Linked DNA regions of Sus scrofa: region 1 is linked to region 2. A link is a contact called in public promoter capture Hi-C data. All regions are on one chromosome and are shown on one strand. The core of a region is the stretch at or near the end of the contact, and the rest is flanking DNA. Distances in the headings are between cores, read along the strand shown.

Region 1 (6,372 bases), core at 3,575-6,074, 180 kb before region 2:
GATCATGCTGGATTCAGGATGGATGGAGCCCTAAATCCAACGACAAGTGGCCTCTTAAGAGACAGAAAAGGAGACACAGGGGAGAAGGCGCTAAAAATGGAAGAGAGATGAGAAAGATATAGCCATAGGCCAGGAGACAACAAGGATTGCCGAGAGCCCCCAGAAGCTGGGAGAGGGGCCTGGAACAGCTTCTCACCCAGAAAAAGCCAACCCTGCATGACAGGTGGTGAGCACCTCGTCCTTGGAGGCATTTAAGCAGAGAGGCTGGGGGGATGCTGTGGCACCCAGCCTACACTGGATGAGAGCTGCAGTCAACACTGTCTAAGGTCCCCTGAGTCCCAGGAGTCTGTAAAAACCCTTGCTGAACACAAGCGACAATCAGCTGGGAGAAGAGCACAGGGCAGGGCAGGGGCGGGGGCGTGGGACTGGGTGCCCAGGAGGACAGAGTGAGGACATGGGATGATGACAGTGAAGGCAAAGGAATTATTTGCCACATAAAAAATTATGTTTGCAACAAAAACCGATAATCAAAATGATCATACAAGTTGGGCCCATTTTAAAGGTGAAAAATAGAGGCACAGCAGAAAGCGACTTCTTCATCCTCCATTCTGGACGTTGGAGCTGGGGCTTACGGTTGTCGGGGTCCTCGCAGTTCACAAAGGGCCTTCATGCACTGCCTTAAGCCAAATGGAAATTTGTTTATTCTCCATGTAAAAATCCCAGGGTACCTGGATAAGGAGCCATGCTCCCTGGTTTCAGAGACCCAGGCTTCTGGCCCTTTGCTGCTCCGCTTTATGAAGCCTCGATTCCCCACACTACTTCACCCTCTAAAATGGCTGCTCTCGCCCCAGCCATCACAGCTCTATCCCAGCCAGCGGGAGTGGGAGAAGCAAGGGGAAGGGCATCTTCTCTTCCGGGTACTCCTGGGAGCTGCATTCTCGTGCACCATCCTAATAAAAGCTAGGTGAGATCAGAACGTTTTGGAAACCTTGAGAGACAGTGTCTCATATGGTCATTTCATTAATCTCACCGGCATCATTTCATCGTTTTGGCCCTTACTATGTCACTGGCCTCTCTACCTGTGCTCCTCTCAGGTATCCATCATGACAGCCCTCTGAGGCAGGTCCCAGTAAGCTTATTTCTAGCATGAGGAAACTGAGGCTCAGAGAGACCAACTTGCCTGCATCCCCACCTGGCGGATACAGCAGGGCTGGAGCCAGAGCCCAGGCCCCCCCACCCCCAATGCCAGGCCCGGGCTCGCCCACCCCACCCACCACTTCAGGCACCAGGGCTTCCTCCCCGCTCTGGGCCACCCTGTGAGTCATGGCTCCTTTGAGTTTCCTCTTTGTTTCCTTGTGATTCAAGCTGTCTGGTCCACCCCGGATCACCTCTTGGAGGGAACATCTGGGCATGGAGAGCGGTGACTGAGCAGCCAGCCTCTCAAGGACGGGAGCATGGGGACCCCTCCTGTCCCTGGATGGGGGAAGGGGGGCAGCTGGCTCTGCAGGGGGGACTCCCCTTCCTCCAGCCTGTCACCAGGGCAGGTCAAACCCAAACCAGTCGCCCCTTCTACAGAAGCCAGGCTGTCTGTGGTCCAGCCTGGGGCTCAGTCCATGGACCAGCCCCTTCTCTGTGAGCCCCAGGGCTGCCCCATGTCAGTGTCCAGGATGCGTGGCTGTGCTGAGGCCGAGCCTGGCACCCCGAAGCTGACATCCTGCTCTCAGCTCCCTGCCCAGGTTCAGTGCGCTCCCTGGGTACCCCTGAAATCCAGGGACACCGGCCTTCCTGAATCCTACTCTGCTCCAAGACAATCAGTTTTGTGATTTTGTGATGTAAAATCTGTGTGCCCACAAGAACCTCAAAGAAATAGATGGTTCTTCTGGTACCTGGTCCGCGGCACCCGGACACCTGGTCTACCCCAAGCCCCTGGGGCCCCGAGTTTGGGGACCACACTCCCCTGACTCGGGCAGCACCCTGGGCGGCATCTGCAAAGCCACACCAGAGCCCAGGGGTGGGGAGCTGGGGAGTCGGGGATCCATCCGACGGGGGGGCCTGGAGCCCCAGGGGATCGACCTGGGCAGCCCCCACATCCCAGGCCAGTCGAATGAGGAAGTGGAGTTAATTGTTTCTCACACAGTCAAAGGCAAAGAGGACTCCGCAAGTGATCCCTTGGCTTTGTGACCAAATAAGGCAATATTACATTTCAGTGTTTACAGCGGCGTGAAGCAGGCGGCTCAGAGGGCACCGGAGAGTGCCGTCCGCAGCCTCCCCAGCCTCCCCATCCAATAACTCTGTCCAAAGCCAGTTCTGATTTCCTTACAGAAACAACCATTTATCACTTTTTAAATATACACTAACACACCCTAGAGGTGACCCAGTCTCGCCTCCAGGCAGCCGGGGGGCAGAAGCGGGCTTTGAACTTCCACAGGCATGATTTAAAGGGCCTCAAAGAGTTTTCTTCCCAGGCCTGAGCTAAAACAGAGACTCTTTTTAAAAAGCCAGCTTCGGAGCTTCCTGTGTGCGGTGCCTTTTTCTGCCCTGAGAATTTATTCCAAACTTTCTTTTGCAAATAAGACTGACAAAGGGCCGGGGGTGACCTCCTGGTGCCGACAGTATTTAGAAAAGGAGACACAGCTTTGGCAGGGCCGGGATTTAGTCGTTGGTATTAATAATGAGACAAGTGTAAATGCTGAAAACCCATTAGGAGGCTTTAAGGGCTAAACAAAGCTTCAATTTGCTGGCATTTGCACCTTCTGTGTGGACCAACCCAACCTACCGCCCGAGGAAGTGTAACCCCCCGGGGAATTCTGCAGCGCCCTCGGGACCCGGCGGTGTCTGCCTAAAACACATTTAGAGCCCAGGATGAGGGAGGGCATTGCTCTTACAAAACGGGGCATAGCATCAAACTCACTTTCAAAATGGAATTTTCAAACCTTACTTTCTCCAGACCCCGTGCCCTGCTTGGCTGTCACAAGAACAGGTGACTTTCTTGTCCGCTCCCCACTCCAAAGCAGCCTTTCTGGACCCAGCAGATGCTCAGAAATGGTTTTTGGAAGGGCTGAATGAATGAGTGCGTGAGTGAATGACGAATGAAACCTGTGAATGAATGAATGAGCCAATAAATGAAACCTATGATTGCCTCTCTAGCCAATGGCAGCCTCCGATGCACCACCCTTGACTCTCATGTGAGTTGGTGCAGGACGGGTTTGCGGTGGCCAAACGAGCCAGGACCTGCTTTGGAATAAAATGCCGGAGCCCAGAGTTGATTCCTGGGGAGGCTGACAGCTGGCCTGCCGCCCCCAAGAGTCTCCCTGTTGTCCCAGCATCCCCGACCCCCAGGGAGAAGTCTCCCTACATTCCCTCCCCGCCTCCCCCACCCACATGCCCCTCCTCCGATCAGGAGAGCGAGCAACTGTCCCCAGGCCAGGGCTCTGCAAAGAGTCTACACCCACGGACGTGGAGCTGGAATGTCAGGCAGCTGGTCCAGGGCCCATGCGGGGAGCCCCACAGCCACACCCTGGTACCGCTGCTTTCAAAACCACCCACCTAAAGGAAGTGCGAATCACTTTGCAGACGATGAATAATATCTCAGGGACCAAGTGCAGACTGTTCTTTTTTTAATGGCCACGCCCGCAGCATATGGAAGTTCCCTGGCTGGGGATCGAACCTAAGCCTCCACAGCGACCTGAGCCGACCTACACTTGGATTCTTTTTTTAAAAACTTTTTTTGTCTTTTTGCCTTTTCTAGGGCCGCACCCGCAGCATATAGAGATTCCCAGGCTAGGGGTCTAATCAGAGCTGTAGCCGCCGGCCTACACCACAGCCATAGCAACGCGGAATCCGAGCCGTTTCTGCAACCCACACCACAGCTCACGGCAACACCAGATCCTTAACCCACTGAGCAAGGCCAGGGATCGAACCGGCAACCTCATGGTTCCTGGTCAGATTCGTTAACCACTGAGCCATGACGGGAACTTCTACAGTTGGATTCTTAACCCACTTTGCCACAGAGGGACCTCCACAGCCTTTTTAAAGAGCGCATCACTGGGAGTCGGACTCACCTGGGTTGAGACTGGCCTGCACGATGGCTTTGGCCAAATCACCTGACACAGCATCCGTCCAACACCAGTGAACAAACCAGGCCAGAATCCTTGGCTTTGAGACACAGCCGGGTGACAGGAGAGGCAGCCAATATTTATTGAGTGCTTACTGTGTGCTCAGCGCTTTTTCTGCACTGCCCTGCTTAACCCTCACCACGCCCTGCAGTGCCCACATGCCTTCAAGAAACAGAGACCCCGAAACCGAAGAAATTATTTGCTCTTTTTTTTTTCTTCTGCTTTCCACCAGACTTGTCACTGGACAGCCACCTGCCTGGACCTCACCCCCCCACTCATGAAATAGAGACACACAACCCTTTATTTGCAGGGATGATGAGAATATTCAAAGAGAGTGTGTAGGTTGAGTGCCTGGCACAGCATGGGGAACAGAGGAGACGCTTAGGGAAACACAGCAGAGGGATCTGAAGGGAGCGTGGGTCGGGGTTAGCGTGAGCCATGAGATGGGACCACTCTCTTTCAACAACTTGACCTGTCAGAGTGGAAGCCATATGGATGAAGGGACAGAGGGTCCTTGGGCACCGACCCTCCTCTTCGGCAGGTAGTCAGGCTAAGCGGCCCTGATGGGGCAGGTCCCCCAGGATCATGGTCAAGGATGGAAGATGCCATGCCCGGCGGGGTCCATGGGGATTCTGGGGAGTGTCCGGGCTGTGGATTAATGATTAACCCATGAGCTCTGAACCTCTCACTAACTGACTCACTTAGCAAACTGCTGCTGGCCCGCGGGAGAAGCCTCTCCCCTTGCCTGAGATTCCAGCACAGAGGTGTCCAGATCAGCGGCAGGGAGCCGGCTGGTACACGGGAGGCGCGAAGATGGAGGAGACGACGCTGGACCCTCTGCTGATGAGTAAGGAGCGGGCTTCAAGGGGATGGGGGCCGGGGGAGCGCCGCTCGTTGCCAGCCCCACCCATCTGGGGCCGGACACCCCGTTTGCCCTCTGGGAGCACGCAGGGAGCATAGCCTCTCAGGGTGCCCAGCACAGCCTGGCTGGGGAAAGCCTGGGGTGGGGAGGGGAGGGCAGGCTGCCAGCGGGTGTGTTCCTGCAAGACCCTTCCTCCGATGGAGAGGCCTTCCTGGAACGACAGTCACAAACCAGCGCTTCTCCTCCTTGGCACCGTGGACACTTGGGGCCGGGCCGCTCTTGTCATGGGGGCTGTCCTGGGCCCTGCAGTAGCGCCCTCCTCTGCCGTGACAACCCCACAAGGTCTCCAGCCGTTGCCCAGCATCTCCTCCGAGAAGTGCTGTGTGGCCTGGGCTGAACGCTAGCCGTGCACCAGACACTCACGGCCCTGCCGTGACGCCTTTGAGCAAGTTGGGTCACCCCTCCGTGGTTTATCCATCAATAAAATGGGGCCAATCACTGCATCCACCCCAGAGCACTCTGGGGAAACACGTCGAGGGCTTTATGCTCAGGGTCCAGCCCGCACCGGGCGCTGTTAGGATCCTTTTTCGACAGAGGGTGGGGGTGGGGGGGATAGTTGAGGCTCAGAGGGGTGACATCACTGGCTCAACAGTCACACAGCTGGTGGCATTAGCGCTACGAGTGACTCTCTCCAGAACCGTCTCTCCAACCACCGGGACACCCCCAGGGCAGGAAGAGTGGGCACACTGTAGAGGGCTGAGAATTCAAGGCTCGGGACCTGGTCCGGGCAGCCTCTCCTGCCCCGCAGCTGGGCCACTCCCTCCCGTCTCGGACCAAGGTCTACCGAGCCCCCCAGCCCCGCCCCTTGAGGCCCCCACCGGTCACCCCCACCTCTCCAGGGCTAGTGGTTTCCTGCCTGCCTTCCTAAAGGCGGGAACCCCCTCGGTGGGGATGGGGCTCTGGGGGCCTTCCCGGCATCAGGGACCAGCTGGATCACTTGGGGGCAGGTGGTATTTTTGATGATAGAGTCCTGCTCGTGCCTCTGGGGATTTCAGCTGCCAAGTCCAAGACTGGAATTCTTCTGACCAGCCCGCCCCCCATCCTTGCTTTAGTGAATGAACGAATGAGTGATACCCGTCCCTCTCGAGTGAATGGATGGAGGAATGAATGAAGCCCCTGACCCCCAGGGCCCGAGCTGGGGCGTCCTCTCCAGTGATCGGGGGGCAGGAGGTGGTTCTCCGTGGGCCCCATTCTGTGCTTCCCCCTAGAGGTTAGAGGGCAGAGTCTACGCAGCAGCTGCCTTCCTTGGCCAAAGCCAGAATTCCCCCCAGGAAAGACCCTTGGGCCTCCTTTGGGAGACAGGCTCCAAGGGCAGAGGGGGACAGAGCGAGGATT
Region 2 (5,900 bases), core at 1,219-3,718:
TGAGGTTGCGGGTTCGGTCCCTGCCCTTGCTCAGTGGGTTAATGATCCGGCGTTGCCGTGAGCTGTGGTGTAGGTTGCAGACGCGGCTCGGATCCCGCGTTGCTGTGGCTCTGGCGTAGGCCGGTGGCTACAGCTCCGATTCGACCCCTAGCCTGGGAACCTCCATATGCCGAGGGAGTGGCCCAAGAAATGGCAAAAAGACAAAAAAAAACAAAAACAAAAAACAAAACAAAAAAAAACAGCCTGCTGCCTTCTCATCCCTCCAGTGCACCTGCTCCAAGTACCCTCACCTCTCACCTGGATTGTTGTGGTATCCCCTACATTCTCCCCAGTGAGTCTTTTGTTTTTTGGGTTGTTTTTTTTTTTTTTTTTTTTTTTTGTCTTTCGTGCTTTTAGAGCCGCACCCGCGGCATATGGAGGTTCCCAGGCTAGGGGTCTAATTGGAGTGATAGCCGCCAGCCTACGCCACGGCCACAGCAACACCAGATCTGAACCGTGTCTGTGACCTACACCACAGCTCACCGAAAAACTGGATCCTTAACCCACTGAGTGAGGCCAGGGATCAAACCCGCAACTTCATGGTTCCTAGTTGGATTTGTTTCCACTGTGCCACGACTGGAACTCCCCCACTGAGTCTTTTGAAATGTAACTCAGGGAGTTCCTGTCATGGCTCAGTAGTTAGCGAACCCAGCTAGGGTCCATGAGGGTGCGGGTTCGGTCCCTGCCCTTGCTCAGTGGGTTAAGGATCTGGCGTTGCCGTGAGCTGTGGTGTAGGTTGCAGACGCGGCTCAGATCCCGAGTTGCTGTGGCTCTGGCGTAGGCCAGCGGCTACAGTTTTGATTGGCCCCCTAGCCTGGGAACCTCCATATGCTGCGGGTGCACCCCTAAAAGACAAAAAAAAAAAGACCAAAAATAAATAAATAAATAAAATGTAACTGAGAACTCACAGCATTATCGACAATGGTCCAAAAGGCGGAACAAACCGCAAGGTCCATCCACTGACGACTGAACACACAGATACGGTCCAGCCACACAAGGGAACAGAGTACTGTCACATGCTTCAACGCGGATGACTCTTGAAGATGTCACGCTCATTTAAAGAAGCCAAGCACAGTGGATTTCCCCACCCGCGCAGTGGGTTAAAGATCCAGTGTCATCACTGCTGTGGCTAAGTTTCAGTCCCTGGCCTGGGAAGTTCTGCAATGCTGCTGGTGCAGGGGGGAAAAAAAAAAAGGCACAAAAGACCAAGCAGTGTATGGTTCCACTTACACGAAAGGTCCAGAAGAGTCAAATCCAAAGAGTCAGGAGTAAATTAGCGGTTGCCAGGGGCTGGAGAAAGGAGTGGGGAGGGAGGAAGGAGGAAGTGACTGCTAATGGGTACCAGGTTTCCACCTGGGTGATGAAAATGTTTTAAAATTAGCTAATGGTGGCAGTTACAGAACTTTATGAATATACTAAAAATGACTACATTGTACACTGTAAAGCAGTGAGTTGTAGGGAACGTGAATTGCACCTCGATTTTATATCTAATATACATTAATATATACATATTCATTCCCCACCCCTACCCCCAGGTAACTTATAAAAGGCTTCACCCCTCCTCTCCTCCCCTGCAGGGGCTTATCTCTGGAGCAGTAAAGCCCAACCTGGCGGCTCCTAATTCCTGCCTTCCCCTTGCCGACCACGCCCTGCCTCCCAGGCTCGGCTCCCGCCACCTCGTCCCCCTCCCCGTGCCTCTGCCCTGGCTTCCGCCCCGCCCCGCCCTCTTCCGGGCTCACCTGCGCACCTGCCTCCTCTTCCCCGCACCTGCAGCAGGAGGCCGACTCTGACCCCGCCCCCCCGCCACACTCCCATCCCCCCCTCCCCTTGGCCCTGGGTCCTGCTAACTTCTGTCTTGCTGACCTGTATTACGTAACTTTGGGTACTGATGCTGTAAGCTCCGGGCAGGGGGGAATTCCGCACTTTGTTCCCAAATTTGTCTCCAGAACCTACTGCGTGGCAGACAGTAGGCGCTTAATAAACGTTAATAAGCATTCGAAAATAATGACGGTAACATTAAAAATCAAGTATTTATGAAACGCTAAAACCTCTGAAGTTTTTACTGCACACAGAAGTCCAGGGGGCACCAAAGGACAGGCCTTTTCGCAAATGTTAATAGAGAAATGCATTTATTATCGGCATCCGCAGTGCAACACTCCACAGGAAACGAAGGCGGGTGCCCCCCAGCAGGGGCCCTAGCTCTCGGGACCCCCAAGGCCACACAGGCCAACCCGGAGGGAGAAGGTCGGCAGGGCGCAGGCGCAGAGGCCGTCCCAAGGCCCCTCCGCCAGCGTGTCCGAAGCGCCCCCTTGCGGCCGCGCACGCCTCCCGGGAGGAGCTGTCCACGGTTGGGCTCGGGGCGCATGCGCGGGTCGGGGGCGTTCTCGCGAGAGAAAGCGGGTTTGCGGCAGACTTCCGGTGGCGGGGCGCAGGGCGGGCAAAGTGGGAGCTGCGGCTGCCAGACGGAGGAGCTCCGGCGCGTGAGGAGGCGGGGGACCCGGTCTGCCGGAGCGCGGGCCGGCGAGCGGGCAGCAGCCCGCACCCGCCGCCATGGACCCGTTCCTGGTGCTGCTGCACTCGGTGTCGGCCAGCCTGTCAAGCAGCGAGCTGACCGAGCTCAAGTTCCTGTGCCAGGGACGCGTGGGCAAGAGGAAGCTGGAGCGCGTGCAGAGCGGCGTGGACCTCTTCTCCGTGCTCCTGGAGCAGAACGAGCTGAGTCCCGAGCACACTGCGCTGCTGCGCGAGCTGCTCGTCTCCCTGCGGCGCCAGGACCTGCTGCGGCGCCTGGACGCCTTCGAGGCGGGCGCGGCGGGCGGGGCGGCGCCGGAGGAGCGAGGTGGGGGCGGGGGCCGGGGGTCGCGGGGGGCGGGCGGGGCCGGAGGGGCGAGGTGGGGCCGGGGGACGGGGTGGGGGACGGGCAGGGCGGGGCCCGGGAGGCGGGCGGGCCGCGCGGGGGGGGTGGCCCTCCAGTGGTTTCGCTATTCCCTGCGCCTAATCTTTTCCGGATTCGGTTTGCTTTTCCGGGTTGTGTTTTCTCTGAGCATTCCTGAGAGCCGGGTGACATGCCCGCTTTGCAGATAAGAGAACGAAAACTCCGAAAAGCTAACGTTTCCTAGGCTGTTGAGCACGGACACCCACCCCAGCCTCAGTGTTTTGTCCCGGTGTACATATTAGAAGTTACTCGAAAGAAATGGGCGTCGCTCACCTCCCAGGTGGGGGAATTCGGCCCTCCTGGGCATCCTCTGGGGGGTTTGTCTGCCCAGTTAATGTCCTTCTCCTCTGGCTGAAAATACTGTGATCATAAATCTTTAACAGGGGGCTCCTATTCCTAGGCGAGGGGCCGGAGTCAGAGCTGTAGCTGCTGGCCACCGAGCCTCCACTGCACAACCTACACCACAGCTCGTGGCAAGGCCAGATCCTTAACCCACTGAGCGAGGCCAGGGATCGAACCCTCATCCTCATGGATACTAGTTGGGTTCGTTACCAATGAGCCACAGTGGGAACTCTGCAGCTTATGTGTTTAATTTGCACAATGAGCCTGTTAGGTAGCATCATCTCTTACTATTCCTGATTTCCTATGGGAAGGACTGTGGCTGAGAGCGGTGTTAAGTGACGTGCCCAAGATACTCAGCCTGTAACTAGCAGCCCGTAGGGTTGAAGGGGGCCGCCTGGCCGCCCTGGGTGACTGTAGCCACCATGCTGCTTTTGGGCTTCTTTCCACCCTCCCTGCGCTTGCAGGGGCTTCCAGCAGTGAGAGACCCGAGGGTAGCTGGGATTCTCAGCCACCTCTGTGTTCCCAGAGCCCAGGGAGCCGGGTGGACAGTGCCTTGAGGACATGTCACAGGCCTGAAGCTGTGGCCTGGAATTAGTCATGTGGTCACTGACCCAAAAAAGGATGTAAATGTGACACCGCGGGCATCCTATTGGGACTGGTGCTTGCGAGTAGCAAGCTGGGCAGCACGACTGCCTGAGAGCAGCCAATTTCAGGTTTATACACAGACAGACGTACTAGGCACGCAGCAGTGCCGAACAAACAAGACAGGACACACAAATTGTTATCGAGGAGAATCAGTGAGGAGGGAGAATTCTGATCAAATTAAAAGGCAGCCCCCAAAATATAGCTCGTGACAGTTGAGGTTTATATGGTTTACGTCTGTCTGTTTTATTTATGGAGCAAGTTACACCGGAAGAATAACCGCTGGTCCAGCCGGGTTGATAAGGGGCCGTTTTTGCATAGCGGTTAAGAGGGGGCTCTGGCCCCACACCAGCCAGGTTTCACATCCTGGCTTTGCCGTTGTCCGGCTGTGTGACCTCCGGAAGTGACGTGCCCTGTGTGGATGGGCATGGTGACACAGGTGCCCCCGTCCCAGGGCTGTCCGGGCTGGAGGTGTTAGCACCCAGGCCGACGGCGGCTCAGGCCTCGGGGCTGGGGTGCAGCTTGCAGGAGCCTCAGCAGGAATCATTCCTCCTCCTCTCCTGCCACGTGAGTCTGTGGTGCTCACCCCAGCAGTGACGATGCAGCAGACGAGGACACGGCAGCCAGGGACCAGAGACGGTGTCAGTCAGGGCAGCTTCCGTACTAAGACGGAGGGCACATGTTTCTGGGGCCGCCCCAGCCCTCTGCTACTGGGTGACGGCGGCCCCCGCGGGAGGACCGCTTGCGGACCCAGCACCCTGAAGCCCATCGGGATTGCGGGGTTGCCCGTCTCCTCGCGCCCCCAAAGCTCGAGGAGTCAGCCTGTTCTTTCCCTCCCCAGACCTGCGGGCGGCGTTTGATATCATCTGCGACAACGTGGGGAAGGACTGGAGGCGGCTGGCTCGGCAGCTTAAAGTGTCTGACGCCAAGATCGACGCCATCGAGGAGAAGTATCCCCGAAACCTGACCGAGCAGGTGAGGGAGTCGCTGCGAGTCTGGAAGAACAGCAGGAGGGAGGACGCGGCCGTGTCCCACCTGGTGGATGCGCTCAGGGCCTGCCGCCTGAACCTGGTGGCCGACCTGGTGGAGGAAGAGCAGCAGGCCCGGGCCTCCCGGCGGGAGAGCGGGAGCAGCGACCCTGTGTCCCTCATTTCCTGGGACGAGGACGTGCCCGGGTCGGGAGCTTCCTGATGACCCGCTGCTCTTCCCAAGGCCCGAGGTTGACCCCGTCCTGTCTGCACCAGCACCGCGATGACCCAGCCGGGAGCCGGGATGAGGGCCGGCGCCCGCCCGCAGAGCCAGGCAGGACCGTGGTCCCTGTGGGCCCCCTGCGAGGGAGCCACTGTCACCCCCATTCACCCAGTCCCGGCGGGAGGATGCCGTGGGACCTTGTCCAGCGTCTGTACAGATGTGCGGTCTGACCACTGCCAGTGAGGAGGCCAGTGGCACCAGGGGGGCGGGAAGTGTTTGATTCAGCCACTTGTTACTGTTTTGTATCAGAGTCACTCTCTTTCCCATAACAGAATTGGCCAGGGAGCTGGACCCTGGGATTTTAAGAAGTGCTCTTTCTTCCTCTTTCTAAGGTAATCCTGTAAAAACAAGTGCCTTAAAGAGGAAGCCTCCGTATTATTGAGAATTTTCCATTCCCACGCACATCCTGCTGCAGCTGATCTCAGGCCCCGCCTGTGATCCAGGCTGCATGTCATACCAGCTCCAGGGATCAACAACCGGGCAGTGTTGACCTCAGCCAAGGGTGGTCTGCCAGGGGGCAGCTCTCACCAGCGCAGGGGCCTGCCCACCTCCAGGAGATATCAGAGCCAAGTGACTGTCCGTTGTTGTGCCTTCTAGTTGTGACCTTGGGAAAGCTGCTCGTGACCTCATGCCATGCAGTGTTGCTGAGATCCTGGCAACACTCCCCTCCACGCTGTGACCCGGCCTTCAACAG

The links. Promoter capture Hi-C pulls out the DNA fragments that hold promoters and counts their contacts.
Region 1: a promoter capture Hi-C map of liver shows a contact between it and region 2, with 15 times the contacts expected there. The contact joins the promoter of ANO1 here to the promoter of FADD in region 2. A contact is called at or near these places in 3 of 5 promoter capture datasets (fetal skeletal muscle, liver and skeletal muscle) and 3 of 47 Hi-C or Micro-C datasets (all in liver).

The regions. Positions count from the first base shown.
Region 1 is chr2:3,371,861-3,378,232 of Sscrofa11.1, reverse strand. ANO1 (anoctamin-1) reads left to right here and starts at 4,824. Exons shown (of 27, transcript XM_021082678.1): 1 at 4,824-4,962. The coding sequence starts at 4,929.
Region 2 is chr2:3,191,388-3,197,287 of Sscrofa11.1, reverse strand. FADD (Fas (TNFRSF6)-associated via death domain) reads left to right here and starts at 2,468. Exons shown (of 2, transcript NM_001031797.1): 1 at 2,468-2,875; 2 at 4,797-5,570. The coding sequence starts at 2,590. The coding sequence ends at 5,146.